Regions from separate parts of the Mus musculus genome. Here all the other regions are linked to region 2. A link is a contact called in public promoter capture Hi-C data. All regions are on one chromosome and are shown on one strand. Each heading gives the region's core, a stretch centred on a gene start, on an enhancer-like site or on the middle of the called end of the contact. The rest is flanking DNA. Distances are from core to core; before and after follow the strand shown.

Region 1 (3,656 bases), core at 228-2,727, 460 kb after region 2:
TTTTGAGCAAAGAGCACTGTGCTACAATCATATCAGAGAGGAAACCTAATAAATAGACTAAACTAGGTAATAAACAGTGACTAGAAAATGAATTTTAAAAAGGAATAGACATTAAAAACTGGAAGATGAATAAAGAAAAATAAATGAGATGGCTGAAGTCCTGGTTTGCCTTCTGACAGAACAGTGGGCGATTTAGGGACGGGGAGGAGGAAGAAACATTTTTCTGTCTAGTTAGATCACATGATTGTATACATATTCTCTGTGAGATAGCACAAGCTATACATATTTGTGATGTATTGCTATGCGTATGATCATAGAAATGTCAACCTGAGCAGAAGCACAATTGCTAATTTCAATCTCCTCTAATTTATTATATTTGCTTACTAAACACCAGCATGCCTTATTCTTCTGTGCTCTTCACAACATTAATGGCCATCAATACGCCAAGGGCTGCCATTATTTGTTTTCAGTCCCAAGCTTTCTTCCTCTGGGCTTTAATGTCAATGTTTCCCCATGGGTATGGCCAGTGTGTCCTAGAGTCAGCATACCAAATCCAACTTACAGTCTTTCTGCTAAAGTCAGTTTCTCCTCTGGGATGGGGGCATCCCTCGTGTAGATTGATGTGGAGGTTTAAATAATAATGGCCTCTATATATTCATGTTTGAATACTTGATCCTAGTTATGGAACCATGTGGGAAGGATTAGGAGGTATGGCCTTGTTGGAGGTGTGACCTTGTTGGAAAGGGGTGTCTCTGGGTGTGGGTTTTGAGGTTTCTCTCTCTTTCTGCCTTGAACTTTCAGGTAATATTTTGTAAACTCTCAGCTACTACTCTGGGACCATGCCTGCCTCCATTGCTCCTAACCATGATGGTCAAGGACTAACCATCTGAAACTGTAAGCAGGCCCCCAGTGAAATGCTTTCTTTTATAAGTTGCCTTAGTCACAATGCCTCTTTGCAGCAATAGAGCAACTGAGACAACTGCTGACATGTCCTGCCACACAAGTGGAAAAACATAGAAATCACCCCTGCTGCTTCCTTCTATTTCTTCATATCTCGTTCATCCTTTTATTACTCATAATCCTCCAGGATGTTAAATATATTCTGACTTTATAAATAGTTCTTACCTTATAAATCACCTCCCAGCTCAAGAGATAGAAATCAGAATTTGTTTTCCTGTAGGTCAATCTAGAAATTCTAATATTTCCCTCCCTTTCTATCATGGAGCTAGCTACAAAGAAAAAAAAAAATTCACCTATGCTATCTGACAGATTAAGATCTCTACTTCAGAAGGGGTCTTGCTGGCTTCCTAACAAGTTTATCATGCCCTCTGACATAGTAGTCCATGCTCCAATCAAGCTTTTGCAATTAAGCCTCCATTAAAAACTCGAAGGAGATGCTGGAGAGTGCTGGCTCAGTAGGTAAGGGCTGGCTGTGCAAACATGAGGCTAGAGCTTAGAAGCCTAGTGTCTGTGTACATGTGACGAGTGTGTTGGCCACCTTACAATCCCAGCTGGAAAGGTAAACACGGGATCCCCAGAACAAGATGACTACAAGCTCTCAAATTTCTAGGTAAGTTTTGCCTTATGAAAAATTCTATTAAAAAAATCTTGTAAACAGGAGAGTTCAATACTACAAACTTCAAACTTGCAACTGGTTATTTTTTCCATTAATAAGTTAAATGTAGCTTGGCATGGTAACACACATTTGATCCCAACACTTAAGAAGCAGAGGCAGGTGAAGCACTCTGAGTTCAAGGCCAACCTTGTCTACACAGTGAGATACTACCTCAAAAAGATTTAAGGATTGTACTGGCTAGTTTTGTGTCAACTTGACATAGGCTGGAGTTATCACAGAGAAAGGAGCTTCAGTTGAGGAAATGCCTCCATGAGATCCAACTGTAAGGCATTTTCTCAATTAGTGATCGAGGGGGGAAAGGCCCCTTGTGGGTGGGACCATCCCTGGGCTGGTAGTCTTAGTCCTGGTTCTATAAGAGAGCAGGCTGAGCAAGCCAGGGGAGGCAAGCCAGTAAGTAACATCCCTCCATGGCCTCTGCATCAGCTCCTGCTTCCTGACCTGCTTGAGTTCCAGTCCTGACTTCCTTTGGTGATTAAAAGCAATGTGGAAAGTGTAAGCTGAATAAACCCTTTCCTCCCCAACTTGCTTCTTAGTCATGATGTTTTGTCCAGGAATAGAAACCCTGACTAAGACACAGACACACACACATACATACACACACACACACACACACACACACACACACACACACACACACACACACACACACATATATATATATGCTACATGCATATTTCAAATAATACATTATACCTATATAATTTGATAATTTGTTTTGTGCATGTAGCTATAATGTAAACACTGTTAAACAGAGCTAGTACTTGATAGCATGCAGTCTGATTAAGAGTCTTACATTCTGGTTAAAGTCTTACATACCTCTACAATTAAAATCATTACTATATGAATAGGTATTTTGTCTGCATGTATGTCAGTGTACCATGTGCATGCTTGGTGCCCTTGGAGGTCAGAAGAGAAACTCAGATCCTCTGAGTTACAGTCACAGGCAATTGTGAGCTGCCATGTGGGTGATGGAAATCAAACCCAGGTCTTCTGGAAAGGCAGTCAAGAGTTCTTAATCACCAAGCCATCTCCAGCCCCTCCAATTTCTTTTTTCCTTCTCCCCTCCCGACTCCCAGTCTGTTTCCTTGTGGGAGCTGAGGAGGTCCTCAGTGAACTTGTAAAGAGTGAATGAATGTGTATTGCTTGACATGAGCACTGCCAGGTGCTCAGACCCATGGGGATGGCTGAGTGTGAATGATGATACTGTAGCTAAGTGTGACTGTTTAGGAATGACAGACAAGTACAAAATTTAGTACTACAACTATCTTCTCCCTGATGTTTACAGCCCAAGACTGCTCACCTACAAAGACCTCCTACCAAGACTAGCTAGCCCCTCCCCTCGCTGTACATGGTAAAAGCTGGGGTTCCAGGTTTTCACACAGTTGGTATAGCTCCATCAGCCCACCTGACCCTAGCTTTTCTCTATGTGTGTCTGTACGTCTGTCCTTTCTTCACCCCCTCACTGCCCCAGTCATGTTTCTGGGCTTGTTTAGAGTCAATATACAATCCAGTATGGCTTTGAACTCTATCTTTCCACTTCACCCTATACTAGATTTGCAGACACAAACCACTCACCTCCCACTTCTTAGTCTTAAATACCCTTGCTATAATAAAACAAAGAACTTCTCATTCAGAATTGCTACTTTTGAGATATAGCAGCCTTATTTCATCTCACAAATCTAGGTTGATAGGTAGTAACTGGTAAATGTCCCTATTCTATTTTAAACCAACAACTGAGAACCATACTTGCAAGCCAAATCCAGGCCACTCCCTATTTTTTTTTTGGTTTCTCTGTATATCCCTGGCTGTCCTGGAACTCACTTTGGAGACCAGGCTGGCCTCGAACTCAGAAATCCACCTGCCTCTGCCTCCCGAGTGCTGGGATTAAAGGTGTGCACCACCACGCCCGGCTGGCCATTCCCTATTTTAAAATCAAGTTGTGCCCACTGTCTTAGTCAGGGTTTGTATTCCAGCATAAAACTTCATGACCAAGAAGCAAATTGGAGAGGAAACGGTTTAT
Region 2 (3,769 bases), core at 520-3,019:
AGGACAGAGAGACTTAGTTCCCTCCCCAGCAGGCAGGATGGAGGACAGACAGGCTGTTGTGAGTCTGTCACCACCTCATCTCCCATAATTATGTAGTCAGAAAACCGTGTCTATACCTGTTGATGGTCCCTTTAATAAGATAGCATAGGCTGTACCATCAGAGAAGGAAACCCGCTTCCTGTCAGGATTCTGATTGATAAAATACTCTCACCTAATTTGTCCCATACATATGTCTGACATACATATGTCATAAAACTAAAGAAGCAGTGTTCCCTCCACCCTACCCCAACTTACAGCCTCGAGCCCTTTAGTTAAGCAACAGACTTTACTTGTGAGTAGACCATCATAAAACTCCCTCACTGGGCAGGGCTGGGGAGTGAAACAGGGCACAGGCTGTGTGATCTTAGACAATAATGATAATTAAGGCAGCGGCGTTTGCCCTGTGCCAGGCTGAGCTGGGTTTTAACCAGATAACTTTATTCCTCATATAATCCACATCCTAGGAGGTAAATGTATACACCTTATTCCCTCCCCCCCCCCCCCAAAGCTGAAACAGTTGGGGCAAACCAACAATGCAAACCTCTGAGAACCGGAAAGTTCAGTGATTGCCTGGCTTGCCCCAGGACTAAATATCACAGGGAGCTTAGACCTCAGCGGTGCACTTAACTTTCTCCCAAGTCCCTTTGCAGGCCACCTCACAGTTCTCAGAATGAGATCAAGCCTCCTGGAGGAACGCAGAGTGACTCACTTCACACCTCCCAGTTTACTAGGCACCGATGGAAGGCAGGAAAAAAAAATGAGAGTTTCAATCCCTCCTGAGACAAGACTGCCCATAGAAACTCTCGTTCTCAGGAGAGCGCCCTCCACAGGCCCAAAAGATGCTTGCTTCCAAATGAACTGCAGGACTAAGCCATTTCCCAAGTTTACCTTTTAAAGTACATTAAACTCAAAGTTTAAGTATACATCTCCCATAGAACCAGAATACTAAATCCTTGCTACTTTGTGCTAAATGAGCCCAGGAGACTAGAAGCAGGCACGTTTTTTGGCAAAAACACTAATATACTCGCAGCTACCAAGCAAGATCGCTCAAACAGGGAGGCAGAGCCAAAGACAGTTGCCCTGGGCGCTCACCTACAGGTGACCTTTCCTTGGGAAAGCTAAGTCCATACTAAACTGTATTGAGGTAGACTTGAAGGTCACGGTCCAGGGCTGCACGAGATCAACGCAGACACAGGGAGAATTCTCCATGCAACCCCAGGGCGGCGCGGGAGCTGCCGAACCCGGGCCAGGGAACCTCTATCTGGTCTGGTCTCCTTCGCTTCCATCCAGGGTGGAAGATAAGATAAGCATCTCCATTCCCGGAGCCCGGCCTCTTCTCCCGGCTCTGTCACCCCGGCGGGGAACAAGCCCAGCCAGTTTGCGCCAGGACAGCCTCGACTTACCCAGCAAGGTCTCCAGGGCAATTGCTCTCCACAGGCCTGGCATGACTGCGACCACCCGGAAAGCCGAGAGGACCGTTCCCTCGCCCCGCGTGCGCCCCGCGCTTCCTGCGGGGTCCGCCCGGTCTGCCTGCTCGGTGTCCCCGAGTAGCTCGCGGGTCTGAGGCGGCAGCAGGAGTCCTGGCAGGGTGCGGCACCTCCTCCCTGGCACACCTGCGCGCCGCCCCGCCCGACGCCACCCATGCCTTCAGCGCTGCTGGGGACATGCCACCCTAGTGCAGCCTGCGTTCTCCAAACCTGCCACCCAGCCCGAATGAAGTCTGCAGGCTCCCATCCCACCCTCTACCCGCTAAGAGAGAACACATGGAAGATGGAGCCACCCCTTCCCCGCCCCCGGAGGAAGGGAACAACCCAAACAGGCGATGCCATCATTTAATTTAAGTCCACGCAGAGAGGTTTGTAGAGTGCTTGCCTCAAATGCACCCGACTTTGGGTTCATCCTCTGTGCTGCATAGACATGCTGTGGTGGTGCATACTTAAATCCCCAGCATTTAGGAACTGGAGACCAGAGAATCGGGGTGAGCAGGTTGGATTCCCAGATGCTGGGGCTTGAGTCTGAGAAGAGAGCTGGAGACTCGCTCTGAAGCAGGGAGTAATGGGAGCCTCCATCTTCAGTCCAAGGTGACTTCACACCTACCCCTTACCTTTTTTTTTTTTTTTTTTTTTTTTGCTTTGGTAGTAAACACAACTCAGGAACTGTCAGTGTCATCTCAAAAACCAACAGAAGTGGGGGAGCTTGTAAATATCAGAGTGGAGAAAAACCGTGGTGGCGCACGCCTTTAATCCCAGCACTCGGGAGGCAGAGGCAGGCAGATTTCTGAGTTCGAGGCCAGCCTGGTCTACAAAGTGAGGTCCAGGACAGCCAGGGCTATACAGAGAAACCCTGTCTCAAAAACCAAAAAACAAAACAAAACAAAACAAAAAACCAAAAAAAAAAAAAAAACCAAAGTAAATATCAGAGTGAACTATGGTGGGGGTGCCTAAATTTTAAGAAATAGCTCAAAATGCTCGTGGTTACAAATCCACAGCAGCCTTGAACTAAGAGTTCCTGGTCGCTTTTTGAGCACAGAGACAGATGGATACTTTTACAGAATAAAACAGACCCTCTAGAACCCTATCACCTGACATCAAGTGATTTTTTTTTTTTAAATAACCTTAACAAGACAGTTACACAGGACAAGGAAAACTTTTCCCAGCAAATGACCACAGGAAAAATTAACTACCCAAGTGGGAAAGGATCAAGTCGAAGCCCTACTCCACACAAGTTCGAGCACCAACTCAAAGAGGCTCTGTAGTTGTTTGAATGAAAACGTTCCCCCCAATCACAGATATTTGAATACTTGGTCACCAGTGGGTGGCGCTGTTTTGGGAGATGGTACAGCCTTCCTGGGGGGAAGAGCATCACTGGGGGTGGGCATCTCCAGACATGCAGATTGCTCTCTCTGCTTCATGATTTCTGTTGAAGATGTGCTCTCTGCGGTTTTCACTCTGGCTTCCCCGCCACAAGTCCTCCTTTGATGGGCTCTCACTCTGGAACTGCAAACCCAAATAAACTCTTCCTTGACTGTTTCCGTGATGTTCTATCACAGCAACAGAAGCACAAACTAATACAAAGATCAGAAGACTACATCAAGCCGTGGATGCTTTTAAAGAAAAAAATATCGAAAGAAAGAGAATAGATCTTCGTGGTTTTAACTCTTGGCAATAGATTCTCAGTCCAGCATCAAAAGCGTAAGAGACAAGAGAGAAATGATACATAAACGGATGTCCTCTGAGATTAAAAGCTTTCAGCCAGGTGCAGCAGCGTGCCCCTATGGTGGGGGGAGGAGGTAGCTAGGGAGGCTGAAGGGAAGATCATTAGCCCAGGAGGTCTGAGCCTGCCTTTGCAACAAAGCAAACCTTCATCTCAAAAATAAACAAAAATGAACCAAGAAAAAAAATGGAAATATTTTTGCTTCAAAAGACTGAAAAGAGGGCTGGTGAGAGTGCTCAGTAGATAAAGGTTCTTGCCACTAGGTTTGACGGCCTGAGGCCATCTTTGGGATCCACATCATTGAAAAGGAAACTGACTCTTAACAAGATGCTCTCTGACTTCCACACTCTTGATGAGATGTTGGTGCTTTCTCAATATCTCTCCCCCCCCCTCTCCCTCTCTCCCCCCTCTCTTTCTCTCTCTCCTTTCTCTCCCTCTCTCTCCCTCTCTCCCCCTCTCTCTCCCTCTCTCCTCTCTCTCCCCTCACTCTCCCCTCTCTCTCCCTCTCTTCTCTCTC
Region 3 (3,495 bases), core at 951-3,450, 290 kb after region 2:
AATTTTGGAGATAACCTTATTCATATGATGATAATTTGTGAGGACATGATTTAGTGCTGTTGTATTGTCCGTAATAAACAACAGTGACATAAGAAAATATCCTGTATGATTTCTTCTTTCAGAGGCACTGGCTTTGAAATAAACCCAGAGCACATTAGCATAGTTCCATCCTCCTGAGTGAGTTTCTCTGCTCGTTATGATTAGGGCAGAGTATGTGTCCTTCCGGATAAAGATCCTTTGATCTCACCTTAAAGATCACTTGGGTTAATTTAAGCGGGGAGGGGGGTGGGGGTGGGGCTGACTCAAGTCCGTGATGCCTCCGCGTACATTACAGGTTCCAGGCTGTGAGGAAGAAGTTCGTGACTGAGCTGAAAGAGCTGCGGCAGAAGGAGCAGAGCCCACACGTGGTCCAGAGCGTCATCAGCTTGATCATGGGGATGAAGTTCTTCCGAGTGAAGATGTATCCCGTGGAAGATTTCGAAGCATCCTTTCAGTTCATGCAGGTGACAGTCCTCCCACCCTCAGGGCTGGCAGTTACAGTGAGCCCCAAACTATCTGTTCTCGTTCCTGTTAAGGCCATTATTACTGATTTTTTTTTTCACATGTGATGACTATCCTTGCTATAGAGTAACTTTGTCCTCACTTCAGGCCATCTTGCCCTTAGCTTTGTGATTAAAATAAGCAAGTGTTCTTGAAAATGTGATTATTATGAATTCTTCAACCTCTTGTCAGTCTAAACATCCCTCCTTTCCCTTCAAGGAATGCGCTCAGTATTTCTTAGAAGTAAAAGATAAGGACATAAAGCACGCACTTGCTGGTTTATTCGTGGAGATCCTTATCCCCGTAGCCGCTGTAAGTACAGACCTATGTCTTAGTACCATGCGCCATACGAAGGCCTGCCTCCCTTTCCTCCCTGAAAGCTCTTGCAATGGCGTGAGCCCCTGCTGGCCCCACCCCCTGTGCTCCCCACTCCCGAGTGGTCAGTTTGTTATGTTGATGGGTATAGATAGCCTTGTGAATCCTTTTATAGATTTTGATTATTTTCCAGTTATTGTAGACAATAGGGCAAATCTATCCTCCTTTGGTCTTGGCCAGATATGAAAGTTAATTGTGTTTTATTCAAATTTCTCTCGACATAACTAGTGAACAGGCTTATCTTCATGTTGAGAAAGAAAACCGCTCTGGCTTCCACTTTCTTTCATGGTCTGGTGGCCTGTGCATTTCTATGAATTGCCTGGCATGCTCATGCACTGCTTTGGAAACACACGTAGGAGAGGTGGGGTGGCCGGGAAATTGCTTGTTTGTTTGTTTGGTTGGTTGGTTGGTTTGGTTTTGGTTTGGTTTGGTTTGGTTTGGTTGGGTTTTTGCTTGTTTGTTTGTTTGAGACAGGGTTTCCTCTGTGTAGCCCTGGCTGTCCTGGAACTCACTCTGTAGACCAGGATAATCTCAAACTTATAGAGATCCATCCACCTGCCTCTGCCTCCCGAGTGCTGGGATTAAAGGCGTGTACCATCACTGCCCAGCTAAGATTGTTTTTTTTTTTTTTTAAAAAGTTAAGATATTGGGAAATGAATGACAGTGGTTGCCACAGTATTGAAACCTGCCTTTCCTTTTAGCTTACCACTAAATTAGGAAGGATTCTTTTTTAATGGGTACAAATAACAGCTGTGAATTAAAGGTTTACCAGTAACAGTCATCTCTCAGCCTTGTATTTAGTCCCATAAACTAGATTCACATTATTAACAAACAGGAAAGGCTATCTTTATTTTTTAAAAAATCAGTTGCCACTGTCATCTGTTATCTGCAGTGACTTCCCCAGGTCCGTTCACTCTTGAGTATGTTGGGTAGAAAGTCTACAGAGGAGTTTTGTAGGGCCATGCTTCAACCCACAGCCCTGGTCCCCTTGTGAAAGGGCTGCCACTATCCTGGGACATCTTATGTCTTGAATGACCTCCTCCTCCTCTTTGCCTGGCTGGTCTGTCTTTAGTCCTTCGTTGTATACTGTCTTGTGTGTATCAGGGACTCATCTGTGCATAGGAAATAGACCCCAGCAAGCTGGGAAGTATTCTATATGACTCTCGGGCTTACTTCTGGCATGCAAGCAGAGAATAAACTTGAATGCAGCATATGCAGGGTGTCATGTCGCGGCAGGTACCATGAAGAACTTGCGTGGGCACACAGAAGGAAGGATTGGCTGAGGGTAGGGGAGCTGAACTCTTAAATAGAGTATGATTATGTAAGTTCCATCTTGAGAGAGAGAGAGAGAGAGAGAGTGACAATTGAGCCAACAAACACTAAGGGAGAAAGACATGCTCCGTCTGGGGAAAGAGCATCTCCGACATCCAGTTTGGGTACCCTGAGATGTTGTAGAGGCAGCCGGGAAGATGCTGCGGCGTGTCCCATCTCCCAGGGGCAGAGCTGTAGGGGCTGAGGCTGGAAGGGTTAAGCAGGAGGTTTTTCAATAAACAAGCTGGGTTCAGCTTAGTGCTCACTTCCTCACAGTGTCCCTCCAAAGGCCTCTCTGCGGAGCACAGCCGGGCTTGTCCTTGTGCACCTACCCTGCATTCTCACCTCCCATCTGCTCGATTGCATCCTCTGCTGGTTCCAGCAGGCCAGGGACCAGGTTTACTTTATAACATTTGGTACCTAAGACTTGTATGTAAATCTCAGTGAATCATTAACTTACTTCAGACTTGGCAGACAGATCTCATAAGGCTCTTAGGGTTTATGGGCACTGACTGTTTTTATTTGTTTGTTTGTTTGTTTTTCATCTCTGTTTGTCTTTAACTCTTTCCCTAGGCTGTTAAAAATGAAGTCAATGTCCCCTGTTTGAAAAATTTTGTGGAGATGCTGTATCAGACTACATTTGAACTTAGTTCCAGAAAGAAGCATTCGCTGGTACGGAGAAGTGTTTCAAACCTTTGTGTGCTCCGTTGGGTGTTTTAGTCATTGATTTATGGCCCCGGTAGAGATTGGAGAAGTGTAAAATGTGAACTTGTAAAATACCCAGGACAGGGCAGACTTTGCACATTTTAGATTTTCTACTTTTTATTATCGGGGGTGGGGCAAACTGTTAGAGATGGAGGGGGGGGAGGGAAGGGGAGGAAGGGAGACAGAGAGGCAGAGGAGGGAGGGAGAGAGAAGGTGAGATGGAAGAGAGTGGGGAAGGGAGGGAGACAGAGTTTATTGAGTAAGTATGAGGCTCCTGCCTGCTGAGTTGTAACTGGAGCACTGTCTTGTAGCTGGCCAGTCTTATTTTACTGCCTCTTTGTTTAATGGGTCCTTTAGACTTCCTGCCCAGTGTTTCCCTGTCTTTTTGTTGTTGTTTTGTTTTTGGGGTTTTGTTTTTTTTTTTTTTTTTGGTTTTGTTTTGTTTTTTAAATATTTTGTTTCCCTGTCTTGACAGGTGTCTTAAATTTTATATTATGTTATATGTTGAATATAGTTTTCTGTTAAACCATAACTTTTTTTTATTGTATACCATACAATTGTATT

Evidence for each region. Promoter capture Hi-C pulls out the DNA fragments that hold promoters and counts their contacts.
Region 1: a promoter capture Hi-C map of the C10 cell line shows a contact between it and region 2, with 5 times the contacts expected there. The contact joins the enhancer-like site here to the promoter of Cwh43 in region 2. A contact is called at or near these places in 6 of 39 promoter capture datasets (the C10 cell line, cranial neural crest, hematopoietic stem and progenitor cells and 3 more) and 3 of 9 other capture datasets (adipose tissue, liver and pancreatic islet).
Region 3: a contact with region 2 is called in a promoter capture Hi-C map of hippocampal neurons, with 3 times the contacts expected there. The contact joins the enhancer-like site here to the promoter of Cwh43 in region 2. A contact is called at or near these places in 21 of 39 promoter capture datasets (the 3T3-L1 cell line, 3T3-L1-derived adipocytes, the C10 cell line and 12 more), 1 of 15 datasets of contacts at CTCF or cohesin (the NIH/3T3 cell line), 2 of 484 Hi-C or Micro-C datasets (bone marrow-derived macrophages and stem cell-derived epiblast-like cells), 2 of 115 datasets of contacts at active chromatin or transcription factors (embryonic basal ganglia and fetal liver) and 4 of 9 other capture datasets (adipose tissue, embryonic stem cells, liver and 1 more).

What each region holds. Positions count from the first base shown.
Region 1 is chr5:72,943,607-72,947,262 of GRCm38.p6, reverse strand. The region is part of intron 2 of Slain2 (SLAIN motif family, member 2); the gene reads right to left. Among named protein-coding and RNA genes, the nearest start is that of Slain2, 31 kb to the right of the region's middle. Within about 2 kb of position 1,477, at least 6 of the 459 cell types and tissues checked have an H3K27ac peak or open chromatin away from gene starts, as enhancers often do.
Region 2 is chr5:73,404,078-73,407,846 of GRCm38.p6, reverse strand. Cwh43 (cell wall biogenesis 43 C-terminal homolog) reads right to left here and starts at 1,769. Exons shown (of 16, transcript NM_181323.2): 1 at 1,443-1,769. The coding sequence starts at 1,485.
Region 3 is chr5:73,119,221-73,122,715 of GRCm38.p6, reverse strand. It overlaps Fryl (FRY like transcription coactivator), which reads left to right. Exons shown (of 63, transcript NM_028194.2): 10 at 335-503; 11 at 760-852; 12 at 2,800-2,898. Among named protein-coding and RNA genes, the nearest start is that of 1700071G01Rik, 36 kb to the left of the region's middle. Within about 2 kb of position 2,200, at least 15 of the 459 cell types and tissues checked have an H3K27ac peak or open chromatin away from gene starts, as enhancers often do. A contact at or near this core is called in hippocampal neurons, where this site is marked.